Linked DNA regions of Arachis hypogaea: region 1 is linked to region 2. The links are chromatin contacts, called in public Hi-C maps. All regions are on one chromosome and are shown on one strand. The core of a region is the stretch at or near the end of the contact, and the rest is flanking DNA. Distances in the headings are between cores, read along the strand shown. Region 1 has its middle 11 kb from the start of LOC112777445. Region 2 holds the start of LOC112779754 (FBD-associated F-box protein At5g60610).

What was found. A called contact is a pair of places that touch in the nucleus more often than the background predicts.
Region 1: a contact with region 2 is called in a Hi-C map of leaf, with 4 times the contacts expected there. The contact joins the enhancer-like site here to the promoter of LOC112779754 in region 2. A contact is called at or near these places in 2 of 8 Hi-C or Micro-C datasets (leaf and an unstated tissue).

Annotation. Positions count from the first base shown.
Region 1 is chr19:7,171,673-7,175,791 of arahy.Tifrunner.gnm2.J5K5, forward strand. No RefSeq gene overlaps it. Among protein-coding and RNA genes, the nearest start is that of LOC112777445, 11 kb to the left of the region's middle. Within about 2 kb of position 2,444, at least 2 of the 3 cell types and tissues checked have open chromatin away from gene starts, as enhancers often do.
Region 2 is chr19:7,071,909-7,075,905 of arahy.Tifrunner.gnm2.J5K5, forward strand. It overlaps LOC112779754 (FBD-associated F-box protein At5g60610), which reads left to right and starts at 1,434. Exons shown (of 4, transcript XM_025824092.3): 1 at 1,434-1,682; 2 at 2,499-3,767; 3 at 3,855-3,997. The coding sequence starts at 2,517.

The DNA.
Region 1 (4,119 bases), core at 1,194-3,693, 100 kb after region 2:
TATACTATTAGTAATATTTTTGTTAAAATTATATTTGCTCAATTTTCCTTGGCCTCTCTCACCTTCACCCAACAAGCTTAAATTATTTTATTCTTTTACTCCTTTTTTCTTCTTCCTCATATCCTTCTTAGAAAATTAATAGTGTAAAAAGGAGAGAAAGAAGGGAGTAGGAGAATTGAATTTGAACTTGTTAAGAGGGTAAAGATAGGAGAAGGGAGTTGAGTAAACGTAGCTTTAATAAAAATATTATTAACAGTACATCAATTCCGTTAATTGTTAGTTAACAATTTGATAGTGTAATAATATTGATGTCATTTTAAATATTTTGGGATAAAAATAGGACAACTAAAATGTTAGGGATCAAAATAGGATTCACCCCAAATGTTGAATACCAAAATAGTACTTTATCCTATTTTTATTATAACTCGGGAAAAAATTAAAGAATTTTTTTTTTAGACAAGCAACTTAGAGTGTAGTCAATTATAACTAACTAGTAACAAACAGAAGTCCATTAAAGGAAAAAATATTATCTTAACTCAAGATTAACTTAATTTTATTTTCACTCTTATTCACAATAAAAAAATCAACCACAAAACCCTTTTTCTTTTCTCACTAACCGCACCCTCCTTCCCTTGCTCAAAAGTCATCCATATCGCCCACCACCATCCCTCGCTCAGAATCGTCCGTGCCACCCATCACCATTTGTCAAGTCCCTTCTTTTAATTTTTTTTTTTTTTGAAGTGAACGTGAATTCAAATTATCATGAGAAACATCCAAAATCAAATGAAAAAAAATCAAAATCTAAAAAAATATATATAAAACCAAATAAAAAATATCCAAAATCATTGTAAAAAGAATACCCAAAACCTAACCAGAAGAAACATTCGAACAACAACAACAAAAAACATCTAAAACCTCTAACAAGAAAGAGATATCTAAAATCATTTTAAAGAATCTAAGACCTAACAAAAAGAGACATTCATTTTATTTTATTTTATTTTATTTTCACACATTTTTATTAATCTTAGAGTAACTTTAATCTAGTTGGAATTAAAATCAACGGCATACTAGCTGTCATTGATTCCAATATTCAAACTGATCAATTGAAAAGATAATATTATGAAGTTATATTATGACAGAAAACTCTGCTAGGATTTCTCCACAAGAAAAAGATCTGATTCAACGAAGTACTAAAAAAATCAAGACGCGAGAAGAAGTTGATCTCAATTAACCTAGCGACATGATGATCTCCTCAGACCTGGGAGGAGATACGACCGAAGGAGACATGAAGGCGTCATACAAAGAGTCTCTGTTTACGCCTATTGGACCAAGACTGGAGGAGAGTCCCAACGTGATGGAGGAGGTGCTCAAAGATACCTCTGATCCGGAGGACAGATGGTACAAGGAAGATGAAAGCAATAAAGCGGAAGAACAACCGTTTGATCCATGTCCTGTTATTCCAATATCGAAAGAAGAATTTGGGGACTGGTGCAGACTTTGGAAGTCAGCACTTGTTGTGAAAGTTCTAGGCAAATATGTGGGGCTAGAGTTCATGGAACAATGACTATAAAGAGAGAAAAGGTAAGATTGATGTAATTGATATGGATCGTGACTATTTTCTAGTTTATTTTTCAGATGAAGAAGATTATTCTCATGCTTTGATGGAGGGTCATTAGATGGTGGCGGGACATTATCTCATAGTTCAAAGGTGGAAGGCTTTCTTCCTCACGTCGGAGCATCGAGTAAGAAAAAAATGGCCTGGGTCCGGATCCTGAACCTCCCCATTGAACTCTATAATCAACGTTTCCTGTTAAGAGTTGGATCAGCAATAGGTCAGATGATCAAAATTGATCGGACAACTTCTATATACTCGAGGGTTAAGTTTGCTAGAATTTGTGTGGAGATTGATCTCACCAAGAAACTGGTGCCAAATATCTCAGTGATGGGAAGCAAACTCAATATTGAGTACGAAGGGTTGCATCAAATTTGCTTTACGTGTGGCAAGTACGGCCATTGAGCTGACATGTGTACTGAAGCTTCGAACAATGAAGCTTCTCAGCCGAACATCACCGGCGAGGTAAGGCATGATGGAGTTGAATCCAATCAAAAGAAGAATGAAGACCAACATGGAAACAATCCACAATTAGTGTCTCAACGTGATTATGGTAACAGGCAAAATCCTCCTGATCTTGGGCCTTGGATGTTGATTAGAAAACCAATTCAGAGAAGGAAAGATTCCAATGCAACATATAAAAAGAAAGTGATCATGGCAACTGATCTCACTTCAATCTTGAAAGAGCATGAAAATAAGGAAAGTTCTTGCCAAAGTTTGGGATCGAGATTTCACATCTTGCATGAAGATTTGGAAGAAGATATGCATGTGCATGAATGCAATGAAGCCCAAGGGAAAGCCTTTATTATTGGTTCTACTATTGGTTCTGGGCCAAGGGAAGAAAATGTCCAACTCACTCAAGTAAAAATACTTACTAGCCATAAAAAACTATTAAAGTGGGGCTAACAAAAATGTTTTAAATCCAAAAAAGACTTCCATGAAGGCCCACGGTCTCAAGAATAGCCATAGTACTAAAGAAAAGAGTGCAACCCCAAAGGAAAACTCTCTCGAAAAATCACAACGTGGAAAGCTTGATATTCCAGAACCCTCTTCTTAAGTTCAAGCAAAGGCCAAAGACCTTGAAAAAGAGACGATAGAGCATGTGATGTTGGAAAGCATGAGAATACTTCGAAAGGAGCAATAAAATATTTTTTCGACACCAAAAGGATCTGGTGGGTTCTTGGAAGCGCATATTGCTACTTAATCAACTACCTCCGCATAAGCTCATGGAGCGCAGTGATCACGATAAAATTGGTGGAGGAGGAAGACCACCAAAAATTAATATCGGGGCTTCTTCTAGTAATGAAGTGTCACAAGAGACGACTTCCGTTGTGAGGTCCGATTCAGAGAAAGAGGCAAATGCCTAAGCTTGACCGTGGTTCTTGGTGACCTTCTTTCTTGTTATGTCCTTATGAATAGTATTATCGCTTGGAATTGCAGAGGAGCGGGGGGAAAGAATTTTCATTTCCTTATTAAGGAATTGAAACGTGAATAACATGCTAATAAGGTTTTTCTCTTTGAGACTCAGATTAGTGGGGCTCGGGCCAAAGAAGTAAGAGATAAGTTGGGTTTTGATGGGTCTTTCATTGTCGAAGGTTTGGGGAGGTCTGGTGGGATTTGGATTTTGTGGAATTTAGGAGTTTGGAGGGTAGATATTGTAGGGGCACAACAGACAAGTTGTTCACCTCAGAGTATCTAGCAACAACTCTGAACTGTGGTTCCTTGGTGCAGTTTATGGCTCCCTGCAGAAAATTAACAGAAGGGAGTCATGGAATAATCTGAGAGATTTTGTTAATGATATTAGTAGTCCTTGGTGTGCTATTAAAGACTTCAATGCTCTCCTTCATGATTATGAAAGAAGGGGAAGCATGGCTAGAACCAACCCAGGAGCTTGCTCATACTTCCAAGCTTATGCATCTGATTGTGGTTTGGTGGATTTGGATTTTGCGGGTTGGACGTTTACTTAGAGACGAGGTAACTTGGTAGAAAGGTTGGATAGGGCCCTTAATAACATGGACTGGCATATCAGGTTTTCTGAGACTTGTGTTCGACACATCCCTATGCTGAAATTTGACCACTTGCCCATTTGCCTCCATTTATCTTCTAATTCTCCTATTAATAGAGGGCGTCGCCCATTCAGATTTGTTGCGGCATGGTTAACTCCCCCGAATTTCGATAGTATGGTGAATAGATGCTGAAAGGTCGATAATTCTTGGACAGCAACTATGCAAAATTTCAAGAAATCCCTTCAAGATTGGAATACTTCGGTGTTTGGTGATATTTTCCAGAGAAAGAAAAAGATCCTAAGAAGGCTGAATGGCATCTCTAATAGATTAACTCATGGGAGCAACAGATTCTTGGAAAATTTACAATTTTACCTATGCCGAGATTATAAGGAGGTTCTTGTACAAGAGGAATTATTGTGGTTCCAGAAATCGAGAAGCAAGTGGTTAGAGTTCGGTGACTGGAATACTAAATTCTTCCATGGCTCTACCATGGTGAGGAGA
Region 2 (3,997 bases), core at 184-2,683:
AAGAATGGAGGATGCTGATGTAGGATACAAATGTGCCTTCCATAAATTCTATGTACCTTAACTCTCCTTTTTGACATATTACAAGGTGTCAAATGGCCAAACTTTGAGATCATCAACACACTGAATGCATATAATTAACCACACAAAACAAAATTGCATATCGTTTCATATTTAGGGTGGGAAAGGTACACAACAAAATTTCATGATGTGTAGTTTGATAACGATCCTATCCTTTAGGTAAGGCATAAATAAGAGTTTTGTCCTATTTTTTTATGTTCTGAGAGTAAATAAATACTCTTGTTTTATGTTATTCATTTTTTTTCTCAATAATGTGGCCCAATTTTTTATTAGTTTTTATTTTGTTAATTTTTAAAATTTTAAAATTAAAAAGTAAAACCTTATAAATTATAATATTAACTTAAAAGATAATTAATGGACTACATTATTCTCCTAACAATTAAGAATTCCTATTTTTGGCTCCATAAAAATATACATTTATAGTATTTAATTATTAGCATGAATTCTTTTACATATTTTGGTGGCGAATTCTTTTATTAGCCGCAAAGTTTCTTCGGTAAATGCTCTTTCCTCAGATTTGTAATCTTAACCATTTAAGCATAGCTTTATTTCATTCTGTTTGTAGATCCTTTTTCTATCCTTTTTTTTAAAGTTTATTTTCTAAAAATTTCGGATGAAAATTTTACATAGGATTCGAGTAAACACTTAAACTACCGTCTACATGCCACAACATTTTGAGTATCAAGTTCTTTTTGTCGTATTTTTAAATTTTTTACGGATTTATTTATCGTTAGTATTTTTTAAAATTTGTTTTATTAGCGATACAAATTTTCAAGTAATATTTTGATAGTTTATTTTTTTAAGGATGAACTAATTTAATGCTCAGTAGGCTTTTATATATCAATAACAAAATTGATTTCATATTTATAAACTACATCTTTTATAAATAAAAAATGTAATTCTTTTATGTTTGTTTGAGTATTATTAAGTTGATAAAAAATATTTTTTTTATTTTTTAGCGTATTCGGTAAATTTTTATTAGTAAAAAATTAAAAATAAAAATAGTAAAAAATAAAAAATAAAAAATATTTTTTAAAAAAATTACAATTTATATTTTTTTAAAAAAATAAAAATTTACATTTTTTTAAAAGATTTTTTTAAAAAATATTTTTCACGTAATAAATAAACAAAAAGTATTTTTATCTTATTATACCTAAATATAATTGATAAATATAATTTTTTTATAAAATATTTAAACATAAAATTGTTTTTTTATAAAATTTATAAAAAAAAAAAACTCAAAAATTTTTTTTTTTTTTTTCAGAAGATCACCACTTAAAACGGACTTCTCTGTCAGTCTCTTCTTTCACCGTCTAAAGTGAAAGTATAAGATACTAAAACCAAAACTTTAAACCGAGAAGAGAGGTCTCTTCTATCACCGTCTAAAGCCGTTTAAAGTGAGAGTATAAGATACTAAAACCAAAACTTTAAACCCAGAAGAGAGGTCTCTTCTATCACCGTCTAAAGTGAGAGTATAAAACACTGAAACCAAAACCTTAAGCCCAGAAATTCGCTCATTTATTTCGCATCATCTATCACAAAGCAAAAAAAATACCGCACTTCTACACCTTTCAAATCACCACAAACACACTCTATTGGAGAAGGTAAGTTTATTTTTTAATATTCCCCTTTCTTTTTCTGTTATTGGAACAACGAGCTTTTCTTTAGTCTAGAAACTAGTGAGGTTACTGTTTAGGAGATAGGAAGAAAAATTGAAATTCATTTTTTAGTGACAAAGGAGATAGAGTCTACACTTTATTTGTTTATATTGGTTTAATAATGGTATTTTTCTAGAGTTTGGGATATTAATTTGATAAATGTAGTAAAGTTTGATTTGGAGTACAGAAATTAAAAAATTTAAATTCTAGGAGTACAGACATTTCTAAAGCACAAAAATTGGATCCTTTAATTTTTAAAATCGTAAAAGATTTGAGATACTCCGATTTCTATATTTTTTACCATTTTAAAAAATACTAAAAATTACAATGTTAGAGTACATGTACATCAATCATCATACTTCCATAGAGAAAAACAATTAGTCCCTTGTGTTTTCTTTCTTATGTCGTAACTCCATCTCAAAAATTATTACACTTCACATAAGAAGAAGAAGAAATTAGTGATAGAGATCTACATAGGTTCCACATTGATCTTTATATTATTATTATTATTATAGTATTTATGAGTTTTAATGGGACATTTTGGGTCATGATGAAAATTTGATGAACAGTTTATGAATTTTACAATGAAAAATCTCATCAGTGTACTTAGTTGAAAGTCATTCATAATCATACATCTCTAGCTTCCCAGATGAATCATTTTGATAATAAACATGTAATACATGTGATTTTTTTTTTATTTCTTTCTTTCTTGGCATTGTATAAGTTACAATTATCCATCCATGATATTATACTTGCTATCAGTACTGAAGCTGGGGAAAAATGGACCAAATATCTGGTTTGCCAGAAGCTATACTTCATGACATTCTCGCAAGACTTCCGGACAGAGATTCTGCCAGGACTAGTGTTTTATCAAAGGCTTGGAGAGAAGCATGGTCTACGTTTCCAATATTGTCTATTTGCAGCGATCAACATTTTAAGAGTCAAGATGTAACGGTAGACAATTATCATAGCAAAATAGACAAAGTTGTTGACTATGTTGGGAGAAGATTACTGAGGCTCGGCGACCTAGGCTTAGCAATCAAAGAATTCAAGCTCATCATGGACTATGTAGACCATAAGTGCATGGCCCACCATGTTGATCTATGGATGAAGATGGCTCTTGAAAGTGGTGGCGAAGTATTACATTTACAGCTTCGCCTCTCTAGTCGCTATGTAAGGAGACACAGTCCGGACAGGTTTTATGACCTTCCACTCAGTGTCATTGAATCCAAATCACTTACTAAGTTGGTGTTGATGGACCGAATCAGAGTTGACCAAGCATTCCTCACCCATTCCATCAAGCTTTACTCAGTGAGAATAATAAAACTATGCAATATATTTTTTGCACATGAAGGGATTATAGATCATGTCATTTCTCATTGTCCTCTAATTGAAGATTTAACCGTGATTGATTGTGCTGTCTATAACCCTCCAATCAGAGGAACTCCTCAAGTGTATGAGTTCAGTCTTGTGGAATCACTATTCTTGCATGGTTTACATAAGCTCAAGAAAGTTTATGTTCAAGGAATGCGGGAAGTATATATTGATGCTCCAAATCTTGAGAGCTTACATTGTTGTCTTCAGTATCAAAATACATCTTTCAAGCTGAATTTAGATAGTTGCACAAATTTGAGATGGCTGTGCTTATGGAATTTGAAGAACATTGCTATCGGAGACAAATGGTTTCTTGAACTATTTTCTAAATTTCCTTTCCTTGAGAGTTTGGAACTAGACAATTGCTCGATGTCTCAGAGGATTAATATTTCAAGTGCTCAACTCAAGGTCTTGAAGTTATCATACTGCTCTAACTTGGAGGAGCTTAACATTGATGCTCGAAATTTATTATCATTTGCGTATGAGGGAAACAACCAACCTGGTATATCTTTTCAGAAATGTTCTAATCAATTGGAAGTCAATAGTTTTAGCGATGTGGATTTTCGGGACCTTTGTAGCTTGAGGAAATTTGTCCAAAACATTAAACCCCAAAAGATTTGGGCATCAGTCTCCCTCTTTATCTGTCTGTCAATTCTAGTAAGTATATACACTTGCTACATTGGTTCATTCTGCTTTACATATTTGCCTATTTTATTTATTTGTTTGTTTGTCTGAATTCTGTAGACTGAACCAGAGCAGGGTGCATTCCAAGTTTCATCTATTCCTCCAACTATTAAACGCTTGGAATTACTTTTTTCTCCGGACTACGAAGCTCTCTATTTCCCTTTTATGAATTACTTGCTTTCAAGTTGCTGCCCGAACTCTAT